2 separate regions of the Ovis canadensis genome follow, and region 2 is linked to region 1. Evidence: chromatin contacts called from public Hi-C data. All regions are on one chromosome and are shown on one strand. The core of a region is the stretch at or near the end of the contact, and the rest is flanking DNA. Distances in the headings are between cores, read along the strand shown. Region 1 overlaps TFDP2 (transcription factor Dp-2). Region 2 holds the start of RNF7 (ring finger protein 7).

Region 1 (6,057 bases), core at 192-2,691:
TATGTTTCATTGTCTTTTATGTTTAAGGGTTGATGGCTTTTATGCATCTATAAAATAATATGCTGAGGTTTCCAGCATTTTGTAATTAATTACTTTCAAAAAACCAACTCAGTATACAAGGGATTATGCTTCTGAGCAAAACAAACTTTCTTGTTCTTCATTCTTTAAATTACTTTCATTGTCACATTTGGCTTACTATTACTGCTACCACATTCAGAGAAGATGTGCCTTTTCTTGACAAAAATAGTTCAGGAATGCTTGACTCCCCATCACAAAATGAGGGTTAAGAACAAAATAATACAGAGTGTACTTTTTAAATTTAGCTAATAATTTGAAATAATAAACTTAAAACCAGGCTTATTTTAGAAATTCAAATGGTTGAAAAAATGTTATTAAAATGTCTACATTTTCACAGATCTTCTATATGCTTTTGAGTTATATTAAACAAATAAACTTTAAAATGTCACAGGCTACAAAAATTAACTCAAAATGGGTCAAAGATCTAAATGTAAGCACAAAACTCATAAACCTGTTAAAAATATTGGTGTTAAGTCTTTATGATCTTGGGACTTCGCAATTCTTAAAATAAGATATGATACCAAAAACATAAGTACCACGAGAAAATATAAACAAGATAAACACAGTCAAATTTTGAAAGTTCTGTGCTTCCTGTAGGTGAAAAATCAGTCCAGAGATCAGAACTTTTTTGCAAACCATATATCCGACAACAGTCTTGTATCTATAACCCATAAAGAATTCTTATGACTCAATAACAAAACCAGCACCACCAACAAACCAAAAGATCTCAATAGAGTTCTTCAAAGAAGATATTTAGCCTTCCTTTAAGCTGGAATGCCATCTTGCTAGCAATCTGCCGAAATGACCAACATAAAAGGAAAGACGAGAGGCATCTGCTCTGTTCTCTAGGCTTTTCAGAAAACACGGAGTTGTTCCTTTGGCCACAAACTTGAGACTCTACGAGAAATATGACCTTGTAGACATCAAAGGAATGGGCACTGTTCACAAAGCAATTCCCCACAAACGCCACCACAGCGACACTGGAAGAGGCCGCCATGCTGTCCAGCATGCTGTTGCCATTGTTGTAAACAAACCAGCAAGTTAAGGGCAAGACGCTTGCCCAAAGAATGACTGAGCACATGGAGCAAATTAAGCACTCTAATGGCCGAGAGAGCTTCCAGAAACATGTGAAGGAAAGTGATGAGAAAAAGAAAAAAGTCAAAAAAGGTACTTGGGATCAACTGATGCACCAGCCTGCTCCACCCAGAAAGGCACACTTTCTGAGAACTAATGGGAGAGAGCTGGAGCTGCCAGAACCCACTCCCTATGAATTCATGGCATGATTTTAAAAAACAAAAACCCACAAAAGATCTCCAGACTCTAAAAATATTTCTCTTAACTGAGTGAAAGTGTGGTGTCCCTTCCCACAAAGGAATATTTGAAGCAAATTTTAACTGTCCTAATTCAGTAGGTGATGTCATTACTATTCATATTTAGTGTTTTTTTTTTCTTCCTGGAAAATATGATGTGGTTTATTGTGCAATATACTCCAGTGGTTAGAAACTGCCAGAAATTACTCATAAAATATTTGTACTAGGAAAATAAAAAGATATACAAACAGCCAATAAACACTTGAAAAAATGCTTAACATCATCAACCACTATGAACTGCAAATTAAAACCAAAATGAGATATACTTCACATTCACAAGGATGGCTAAAATAAAAACAGATGGATAGGAAATGTTGGTAAGGAGCTGGAGACATAACCTTTGTTGGTGGGAATATAACTGACAGTTACTCAAAAAGCTAAAGAAAGAATTGCCATAGGTAATTTTATTCCTAGGTATATATTCAAGAGAAATGAGAACTGATTTGTTCACAAGTGTTTACAGCAGCATTTATAACAGCCAAAATAGAAAGTGAAAGTGAAGTCACTCAGTTGTGTCCAACTCTTAGCGACCCCATGGACTGTAGCCTACCAGGCTCCTCCATCTATGGGATTTTCCAGCTGAGAGTACTGGGGTGGGTTGCCATTTCCTTCTCCAGGGGCTCTTCCTGACCCAGGGATTGAACCCGGGTCTCCTGCATTACAGGCAGATGCTTTTACCATCTGAGCCATAAGGGAAGTTAAAATGGAGAAACAACTCAGATGTCCATCATTAATGAACAAATACAGGAAAAATGCGATATATCCATACAATGTTATATTGTACATAAAAAGGCAGGCAGGCAATGAAAAGGAAGGAAGGATAATCTATGCCACAACATGTAATTTCTGTGTGTGGAGACGGGGCACAGGCCATCTGGCCATCTGGAGGGTTGAGCAGGTTCCACTGGCCCAGGTGCTCCTTGGATAGGTGTCATTTCATCATCCTCGGTCCTTCCCCCACCAATTCATTCTCACTTTTTATGCCTCTCAACTCTGGGCCTGGGACCTCACCAAGTCAGTGCAAGTGAAAATAGCTTCTGTCTCCCAATCTGACTTTTCCCATGCGTATTTTGGGACATGGGTTTGTCCACTTTCACTTGTCATCTTTATAATCACACCAGCCTTCATCTCCTAATCCTGGAGAACCCTACACCTCTATCATGTTTTATGGCATTTATGAGATTTCCTTTTTTTTTTTTTAAATACACAAAATATTTCAACAGAATCTTATGAGTTGGAGATTAAAAATGACTATTCAATCCATCATCTCAAACTAGAAGCTCCCTATCTAAATTTTTCAAGTGGGCCAGTTTTATTTATTTATTTTTGGCTGTGCTGTACAGCTTTTGAGATTTTAGTTTCCCAACCAAAGATCACCCCCAGGCCCTTGACAGTAAGAGTACATAGCCCTAACTCCTGGGCCACCAGGGAATTACCTCAAAATCTTAAAAGTAGAGTTTACACATTTTCTCAAACCTGAGCTCTCTGAACCACTCAAACCCTCTTTCCAAATAACATGAAAATTTGGTCACAGGCTGTAAACACTATCATTTCTATTAGTCTCTTTATCCCATTTAAACAAGAAATTACACATAATATATAATAAAAACTACCTTTCTCATTAAAGTAAGTTAACCAGAATATTTAAATCAGCAAAGTAATTTAGTAACATAATTTAGGGGAAAAAATCCAACCCAAATCCCATTTTCCTGTGTATTTATATCCACTGTGTGAGGGAGAGGGGAAATGGGAAAGAAATGTTTATTATTTACAGATCTTCACTCTTTCTCCACCTTGCATTATGTCATCCAGGCCTGGGTTGGCCTCATCCAAACTGAGGATACTACTGATTACACTAATTGATACTCTTGATACATACATAGAAAATTGAAAAACCTCTCAAACTTCATGTGTCCAGAACAAAACTCAATTCCTCCCCAAACCTATTCCTAACTACAGTAAATGCTAATGGCACCAGTATTCACCTAGCTCTTACTGCAAAAAATCAAGTCATCCTTTGTTTCTCTTTCCTTCATTCAATCCATCAATAAATTCTGTTTCCAAATTGCAAAATTTACCTATTTTTTCCCATCTCCACTGTCAGGTCACTGCCTCCTGCCTTCTAACTTATTTCTCCACTTTTGCTCTTATCTCCTTAGAGTCCAGATCCCTCTCAGCAGTCAGTATGAATCAGATCACATTACTTCCCTGCTTAAAATCCTGTTTAGAATAAAACCCAAATTCTCTACCATGACCTACAAGGCCTTTCATACTCTGACCTGTGTCTACCTCTCCCTCCTCATCTCGTATCTCTCTCTGACTTGCTCATGATCTCCAAGCCACTGTGCTTCCCTGAGTATCACAACCTGGTTCCTCACTTGGGAGCTCTGCATTCGCCATTCCCTGTGCCTAGAATCCCAAGCTCCTCAAGGAACTAGCCTGTCTTCCTTGTATTCAAACATCACCCCTTAGAGAGGCCTTTCTAAGGTAGCCACCATCCTTCCAATTATCTACAGATCGTCCTTCTTAGTTTTTTGCATACCACCTATCACAACCTAGTTATCTTACTTCTTTATTGCACCTCCTCCCCAAATATAAGCTCTTCAAGGGCAGAGACTTATCTATCTTGCTTATCATTCTCATCCATGCCTAGAACTTACCAACACTTAGCAGATATTCAAAACACTTGTTGAATAAACAGACAACTTCATAAACATCGTCAAAGCAGTACAGATATTAATTATATTGATTTTATTAGTTTATTATAGTTTAAATTTGGGGAAGGAAATGGCAACCCACTCCAATACGCTTGCCTGCAAAATTCCATGGACAGAGGAGCCTTGTAGGCTACAGTCCATGGGGTTGCAAAGAGTCGGACATGACTGAGTTTAAATTAGTTTATTGTAAATAAAAGTTTTACCTATATTCCAACAGAATAAAATATATATAAAGAGTATATGAGCACAAAGGAAGAGAAAAACACCACTGTGCTAAATCCTATTCCTTGAAGACAGAAATAAAGTAAACACATGTAGGCTATTGCTGCTATCTGTCAAACACCCAGGACCTTTCTTCCCCCCAGGGAACTCTCACATAGGACACTTCCTATTTGGAAGAGATGTATTTGCAAGACACCACCAGACTGTCCAAGGAAGAAAGACAAAAGGGAACAAACATCTTTCAGGATCAAAACTCCAGGCGAGACCAGAAAGGGGGCTTTCAAAGCAATTTCTACAACCTCTTTGCAAAGAAGTTCAGTGGATCAGAACACAAAGAAAAAACTAACAAGAATCCTTCAATGGATCCTTTACCTATCAACAAGATTTCTTAAGAAAGTGACTTGGTCTTGCAAAGGAACTCAACAAAGGAAGAGCTGTGTAAAACATACTTCAAGTTGTACTGTCAAGTGGTAAGATGAGGATAAAAACCTTATATAGTATATATCCATGTGGAAGTATGCATGTGTATTATATATATAAATCTATGTCCCCAAGGAACACTAACAAAAAGACTTACTGTATTTAATCACCATAGAGAGATTAAATCACTAAAGAGACAATGAAGAAGTGAAGAGATTAGTTTGTGGTTGAGAGCTGGCTTTTTGAACCTTAGCACGGGGGAAAAGGGAACCCAAGACTTTTTACGGCATTATAAAAAAACACATTCATCTGGAGGAAAGGAATAAGTGTAAGAACAATAACACAAGAAGAAAACCACCTGTAGTCATTTGGGTGGTTTGGTTGGGGGGGGGATGGGATTCAATACAGAAAAGTTATATTAAAGAATAAAAGGAGAGTAATATAGAAAGCACTAGGAAAAAAGGCCCATGAAGCAAATGCAGAAAAGCGAAGTCAAGTCAATGGTTATGGCAACAAACCTAGTCTGGCACTTCTATACGCTATCTCTAGAGTTTCCTCTCTTATGAAGAATAAAAAGAACCTTGCTTTTTTGTATTATTTGCATACTCAGGTGATGGCAATCATAACAAGTGAACAGTTCCATTTTAAGGCCGTAAACACTGCCGAATACACGGTTAAAAAGTTGTACTGCTGCCCTTTCCCAGGTTAAACATGAAGATGAAACAGTATGAGTTGGAAAAATGAATTCCCATTAGAGAGAAAAGACCATCTCACCATACAGTTCTATGTAATACAGCAGCTTCTCAGATATGATTTTATCTGTTCAAAACAGTTAAGATCTGAGAACAACAAAGGTCAGCAAGGAACTAAACCAGAGCTAGTGTCATGCAAGAAAACAAACATTTGAAAACACAGCCTCGAGGTCTTCACTTCGGGGCCCGTTCACTTTTATTTCAGATGGGATTCTAACACATCTGGCCAAGTAGTTTCTCAGTGTACAACAAATCTGAGGTAGCAACTAGAAACTGGAAAAGACAGAAAGCTGTGTTGAAAGCCGATGACCTAACAGGAGAAAGGAGACTAAAACATCGTTGGAAAAAAGCAATTAAAAAAGCTCTAGAATCAATCTAGAAAGTGTTGCTGGCAAGGTTTTATCTAAACAGCCTCTGAGATTATGTTTTATTTTAGTATAATGTGACATTAATATGATACTTAGTATAGTGACTTGGGTGAAATACTGAGTTCAAATA
Region 2 (6,245 bases), core at 779-3,278, 240 kb before region 1:
GCAAGGAGATCCAACCAGTCCATCCTAAAGGAGATCAGCCCTGGGTGTTCTTTGGAAGGACTGATGCTAAAGCTGAAACTCCAGTACTTTGGCCACCTCATGCAAAGAGTTGACTCATTGGAAAAGACTTTGATGCTGGGAGGGATTGGGGGCAGGAGGAGAAGGGGACGACAGAGGATGAGATGGCTGGATGGAATCACTGACTCAATGGATGTGAATCTGAGTGAACTCCAGGAGTTGGTGATGGACAGGGAGGCCTGGCGTGCTGTGATTCATGGGGTCTCAAAGAGTCGGACACGACTGAGCGACTGAACTGAACTGATAGTCAGATATGTGATAGCTTAATGTGAATGAAACATGTTCTGGATGGTTCATCTGGGTTTGTTTACAGACATTTTTGTCTGGCTCATGAAGTTACTGTGGTGAGATTTATATCTGCTACCACCACTACTGCTCTGTCCATTTGCTTTCTCCATTTACTTCCTGGCCTCCAAGGCCTCCCATCTCCCGCCGAGTTCAAACTTAACCTCTTCTATGAGGCTTTCCTTCACTCCCTCACTCCATCTGTCTTGAGGAAGGTTTCTGTCTCTGACAGCACTTAATGCACCACCCAACAAACAGCACATGTGGCCAAATGTGACCCTGTGTCCATATTTGTATCGTTACACATTTAATGCCTCCTTGACTCCTCTGCCAGAGTTCTGAAGTTTGGTTAGCCTAGACCCAGGGGCACCAGGCCTGACACCAGGAGATGAGGGAATGATGAGACCCTCATCATTAAAATAAAAAGAGGTGCGAAGCTCTGAGTCCTAATCCTGACACAGCAGGTGGCCACCACTAGGTGGTAGTGTGACCAAGCATCTTCCCGTCTCCGTGCCTCAGCTTCGGTATCTTTTAAAAGAAGATGTTATCTGCTTTGCTTGGGAAAACATAACATGACCCTGGGCTAGTAACAGAAGAACCTTAGTTTCCACTGTCACCTTCTCAGAATAGCAGAATTACTTTTCTGAATTACTATAAATTACTTTTATAAATATAGCAGAATTACTATAAATTACTTTTGGGGACTTCAGTATTCCTACACATAAAAAGTTAAACTAGATTTAAGTTTCTTAGAGTGTGGTCTCCAGGGTTCCTGGAAGTCTTTCAGGGGACCAACAAGGTCAAAACTATTTACATATTTACATAACAGTATTCATAGCTCTGAGCTTCCCAGGTAGCTCAGCTGGTAAACAATCCGCCTGTAATGCAGGAGACCCCGGTTGAATTCCTGGGTTGGGAAGATCCCCTGGGGAAGGGAATGGCTACCCACTCCAGTATTCTTGCCTGGAAAATCCTATGGACAGAGAAGCCTGGCGGGCTACATACAGTCCATGGGATCTGCACAGTCGGACACGACTGAGCGACGAAGCACAGCACAGCACTCATAGCTATTTCTCTTCATTCTCTCTTGTGAGTGTACAATATTGGTATTCTAAGGATAACTTGTAATGGATTTCTTACTGTTTTGAAGTGAATTAATATATTCACATTTCCCCCGTTTTCTTAAAAAGGAAATACATATGTATAAGCGTGTATATGTACACATCCATCTTACACAAACAAAAGTTCTTAAATGTCCTTAAGTAATTTTTAAGTGTAAAGGGGTCACAAGACCAAAATATTTGAGAACTGTTGAACCAGATTCCTAGCTCGTCATTCATTCACTCAACATATAACTGTCCCTCCCGAGACAGCATTTCTTAACGAAGGAGATGATCAAGAAATAGTCCCCCCACCCAAAAAGAAAAAAGAAATAGTCCCCGCTCCACCCAGGGCGTTTACATTTGAGAAGGACGAATATATCAACAAGACAACGTCTAAAAGCGGTGTCATGAAGACATAAAACAGGACACGTGTCTCCCCCGCGCAGTGTCGGCCCGGGGTCCCTCACCCCGCTGAGCTGGCCGGGCGTTGGGGACGGGAGTACCGGGAACTAGGACACCGGGAAGCCGCTGGTGCCGGCGTACGGTGACGTCACTGGGCCGCGCCAGCCAATCACGGGCGCCCCACGGTCCTAGACCCCCGCGGCGGCCCGTGGCCTGCGGGCGGCGCTGTGGCCCGTCGGACGGCCCCACTGAGCCGCCATAGCCGCCCGCCTCCCACGACCCAACGTCTCCGTCGCCGGCTCCGCGCCGCCGCTATGGCCGACGTGGAAGACGGTGAGGAACCCTGTGCCCTGTCCTCTCACTCGGGGAGCGCAGGATCCAAGTCGGGCGGTGACAAAATGTTCTCTCTCAAGAAGTGGAACGCGGTGGCCATGTGGAGCTGGGACGTGGAGTGCGATACGTGCGCCATCTGCAGGGTCCAGGTGATGGGTAAGCGCAGCAGGCGAGGCCCCGGCTGTGCTGCGGCCTCCGCAGGCCCGGCTTCGGGCGTGGGGGGAAAGACCAAGCCTTGGAGAGACCGTTCCGGGAGGAGTAGGGGCGGGATCGCCCTGCCCCGGCCCCAGGAGACCGCGGGCCACGCCCGAGCTGGTCGTTCAGCAGGCGACTTGTGCCGGGGACGGGTATTCTGGGGGAATAGGGGGGTAGCAGGCAGGACAGTTAAACAAGGTCATTTCCAGTAGTGATCGGTGTGATCACGACAATAAAAGTAGGTGATTTGACGGGAGCTGGGAGGAACCACTTCGGTTTGTGTGGCCAGCGACCGCACCCTTTTCCGAAAGCAAACCACACAGAGGTCAAGGTCAAGGCCCTGAGTCAGCGGGTCAGTCGGATGGTTCTGGTCACACACCAAAGTGATGCTCTGGAGTCATTTTCCCCCCAAACGGCCGCTAGTCGTGCTCTGGAGAGGCGCAGGGAAGAAGAGTGTTCCTAGCCGTCCCCTTTCTAGATTGGCTACTGTTCTGCTGGCTTTTAAACCTGGATGATTCAAGATTGGTCAGATCGCACTCGGTTGGCTTGAACTAGAAGAATGTAAACCCTTTTATTCAGAGACATGAAGCGTCATCTCTTTACTGGCCACTCCCCATCCTAGCATGCAATTTCTTGGAGAAGGGTAGTGCCCTCAAGTCTGGCCTTTCTGGAAAGCCCTCTTTTGCAAACTTGTTACTTCTTTCTATGATATTTTTAATGAAAATATTGGACCAAGTGAAGCCTTTCAGAACAGCTTCATCTCGTTGTGTTTTATATGGTCTCTGTTTTAAGATCTTAGACGACCTTAAAAAAGAGTTGCTGTTTAAATGCACGTTATATTTTTAAATAGGGCATTTAAAACTACAGCATTTAAGAGTGTCTTAAATGTCATTTCTTGAAGGTAATTGGAGAAAACTGAGGCTTCTGTAGTTTGAAAACTTTGTGTCTTGCACTGAAAAATGAGACAGTTGGAGAAAATAACTTAAAAGATGCTTTCCCTTCTTGAGCATTGAAAATTTAGACCTACCAGAAACAAGAGATTTCTCAATTTACTCTCTCTGTAGTATGCACTTATGTTTTTTATTCGTAGGAATTTGTTTTAAAGAGAATTTGCAACTATGGGATTCAAATATTTTTTTACTTTTTAAAAGAACTAGATTTCAGATGTGATCGACTTATTTTGTGTATCGGGTTTTTAGGTACTTAGTTTATGGGCCTGCAATACAGCCCCCTTGCCCTAACCCTTTCTTGAAAGCTAGAATCATAACTTCCAGTTTGTGGGATTTTTTTTCTTTTTTAGTTTAAAATAATTTTCCTAAAAGAGCATCTTATTTTTCTCCCCAAAGAAAAATTTTAAATTAGTAGGTAGAAATGCAAAATATAAAATAACGGTTGAAAGTTTGCAAGAAATAAACTTTACTGGGATATTTAAGGTAAGTCAAAGTATGGGCTATAAATGACTCACTTCTCACATTAACTTTCTAATTATAACAAGTATTTGCTACTGTGGATTAATGTTTCATATTTACAACAGCTGTACTTTGGGTTCAGAAAAGTATTCTGGGCTAGACCTCTGTATTGTGTTTATGAGGTGTTAAAATCTATTTGGTGGTCAGGTGACGGCAGAAGGAAGTGTGTTTTCTGGCATCATTCTAAAAGGTGTTACTGTACTCCTTAGAAATGCGCTGTTTTAGATATTAAGAACATCATCAAAAGAAAATGTTTTCTTTTATATGAAACTTTAGGAATTTTTATCTGTTCAGATCAGTTGTTGATAGTGAATCTAAATAAAAGCCGTAGGCATGATTCAGAGACTTCCAGATTCTATAAAAAGCCCACTTAATCCTGTGTCCTTGATATTTGAATTCATCTCATACACCTAAATGATTTGTTATAACTTCTTGATCTAAGAATTGCCAGTCAGCCCATTCTAATGTGGTTAAGACACTCTTCCTTGGTTTCCACTCTGCCGACTTTATTGGGAAAGGAGCTGCTAGCAAGCACCGGTGAGGAAGAGGGGACGAGGTTTGCTTGTATTGTCAAGGGATAAAGAGCCAGAGTAACCTTCCACAGCTATCTGTTAACTTGGACGTTTGACATAACCTTCTGGAGCCTTGTTTTCCTAACTTGTAAAAGAGACAGTTGGGATCCTGAACTTTCTGTGACTGCACAGAACCAGAGGCATGTCTTCCCCCTTATATCATGATCCTTGCGATATTTAACTGTTTACCTATCCACTTTCCCATTTACTGGTGAGACCAGGGACCCAGACTTGGTCATTTTGGTGGCCCCCAGGCATTACTCTTTGCACAGGGTAGGTACTCAGTAACTGTGAAATTGAAGAAAGCCTCAGGAGGCAGTGGTGGTTTTTAATCCACACTGAAGAGGCCAGGGTAGTGTGTTTTTTTTAAGGGTAAGAGCATGCAGAGAGGAGCAAACAAATGCCTGAGCATAATCCAGTGTAAGAAAAGAAGTAGGCTTCAACTCTATCCTGTTTCTATTTTTATAGAATTTTTCTCTAATTTATATTAAAATCTTTTTTTTTTTTTTCTGTTAGTTTGAACTTCCTTTCACCCAACTTTGACTGCTTTCAGCTAGTGAATGAGTCCATTTCTTTGGTTCCTAAAATATTCTATATTACGTTCTTCAAGCAAATGGTAGTACAGACTGAATTTTGAAAAGTTCTAGTATATCCTTTTGGTTCCCATTCCTCATGTTTACTCCCAGGTAATTTATTAAAATACTTTACCGTTGTTGGGTAAATGCTTTGGGCTCAGATTATTTGTAAAGGGAGCATTTCCTTAAAAAGAAAAAATAAGAGAACCTAATATTTAGGGTTTTTTTAAATTTAATTTTTATGTAGGTTATACAGTCACAACTTAAAAACTTGAGAAAGTGTGCAGTGAAAACCCCTTCCCATTCCATCTCCTCCCAGGTGAAATTTATTATTAGTTTCTTGACTATCCTTCTAGAGTTTCTAAATATATGTAAGCAAATACCAATATATATTTGTGGCTTATTTTAAAGGATGTCTTGAAAATACACTGTTCATAAAATTGATCTGTGTGCATGTGCCCAGGGAGTAATATAGTGAAATATAGCATATTTTTCTCTAGTGGTTGTAACCACTGTCAGGACATGTTTTAATCAGCACTTGTGAAAATAGAGGGTCAGTAACCCTTGTGAAATTGCTCCTGGTCATAAGTAAATTAGTAGAGTGCCTTGTACTTTATTCATCTTTAAGCAGTTATGTTCAGATGAGAAATTAATAGTATGAGCCTTCTAATCTACATCTCTAACCCTTTGGGCCCTTTATTTGACTTTGAAGTGTATGGGGTTTTAAAAATTGCATTCTGAGCATCAGAATGAGAATCGCTATTTGTTTACTTTTAGATGCCTGTCTTAGATGTCAAGCTGAAAACAAACAAGAGGATTGTGTTGGTATGTTGTAATTTTGTTCTCCTGGTTTTTCAACTGAAGGTTTTCTCTCAGTGGGGATGTTTGAATTTGCAGTTAAGATTGGCTTTATCAATACACAAAAATAAACTGTAAAGCAGCGATTCATTATTAATATAAAATGTGTTGGTTCTCAAAGGATCTTAATGGAATTATCTGTAAGTCCTTTAATTGCTTGTAATTCAGAAGAATTGATTATATATTGTAGACATGGGCATGGTAAATGTTTTAATAATCAAAAAAGAAATATATTCTATTAAGAAAAATATAAAATAAGGAATTTGCCAAAACATCCTTTAAATTTTGAGTATGTTACAGGTTAGTTTTGGTCAATCAGGATTTTATTCTAACAAAGCATTTCAGTTTTCAGTACTCTTTTATGATCGAGTATTT

The links. A called contact is a pair of places that touch in the nucleus more often than the background predicts.
Region 2: a Hi-C map of fibroblasts shows a contact between it and region 1, with 4 times the contacts expected there. The contact joins the promoter of RNF7 here to the enhancer-like site in region 1. A contact is called at or near these places in 2 of 2 Hi-C or Micro-C datasets (fibroblasts and lung).

The regions. Positions count from the first base shown.
Region 1 is chr1:250,056,060-250,062,116 of ARS-UI_OviCan_v2, reverse strand. The region is part of intron 7 of TFDP2 (transcription factor Dp-2); the gene reads right to left. Among named protein-coding and RNA genes, the nearest start is that of ATP1B3, 95 kb to the left of the region's middle. Within about 2 kb of position 1,441, the one cell type or tissue checked has open chromatin away from gene starts, as enhancers often do. A contact at or near this core is called in fibroblasts, where this site is marked.
Region 2 is chr1:250,293,685-250,299,929 of ARS-UI_OviCan_v2, reverse strand. It overlaps RNF7 (ring finger protein 7), which reads left to right and starts at 2,028. Exons shown (of 3, transcript XM_069564083.1): 1 at 2,028-2,357; 2 at 5,790-5,837. The coding sequence starts at 2,183.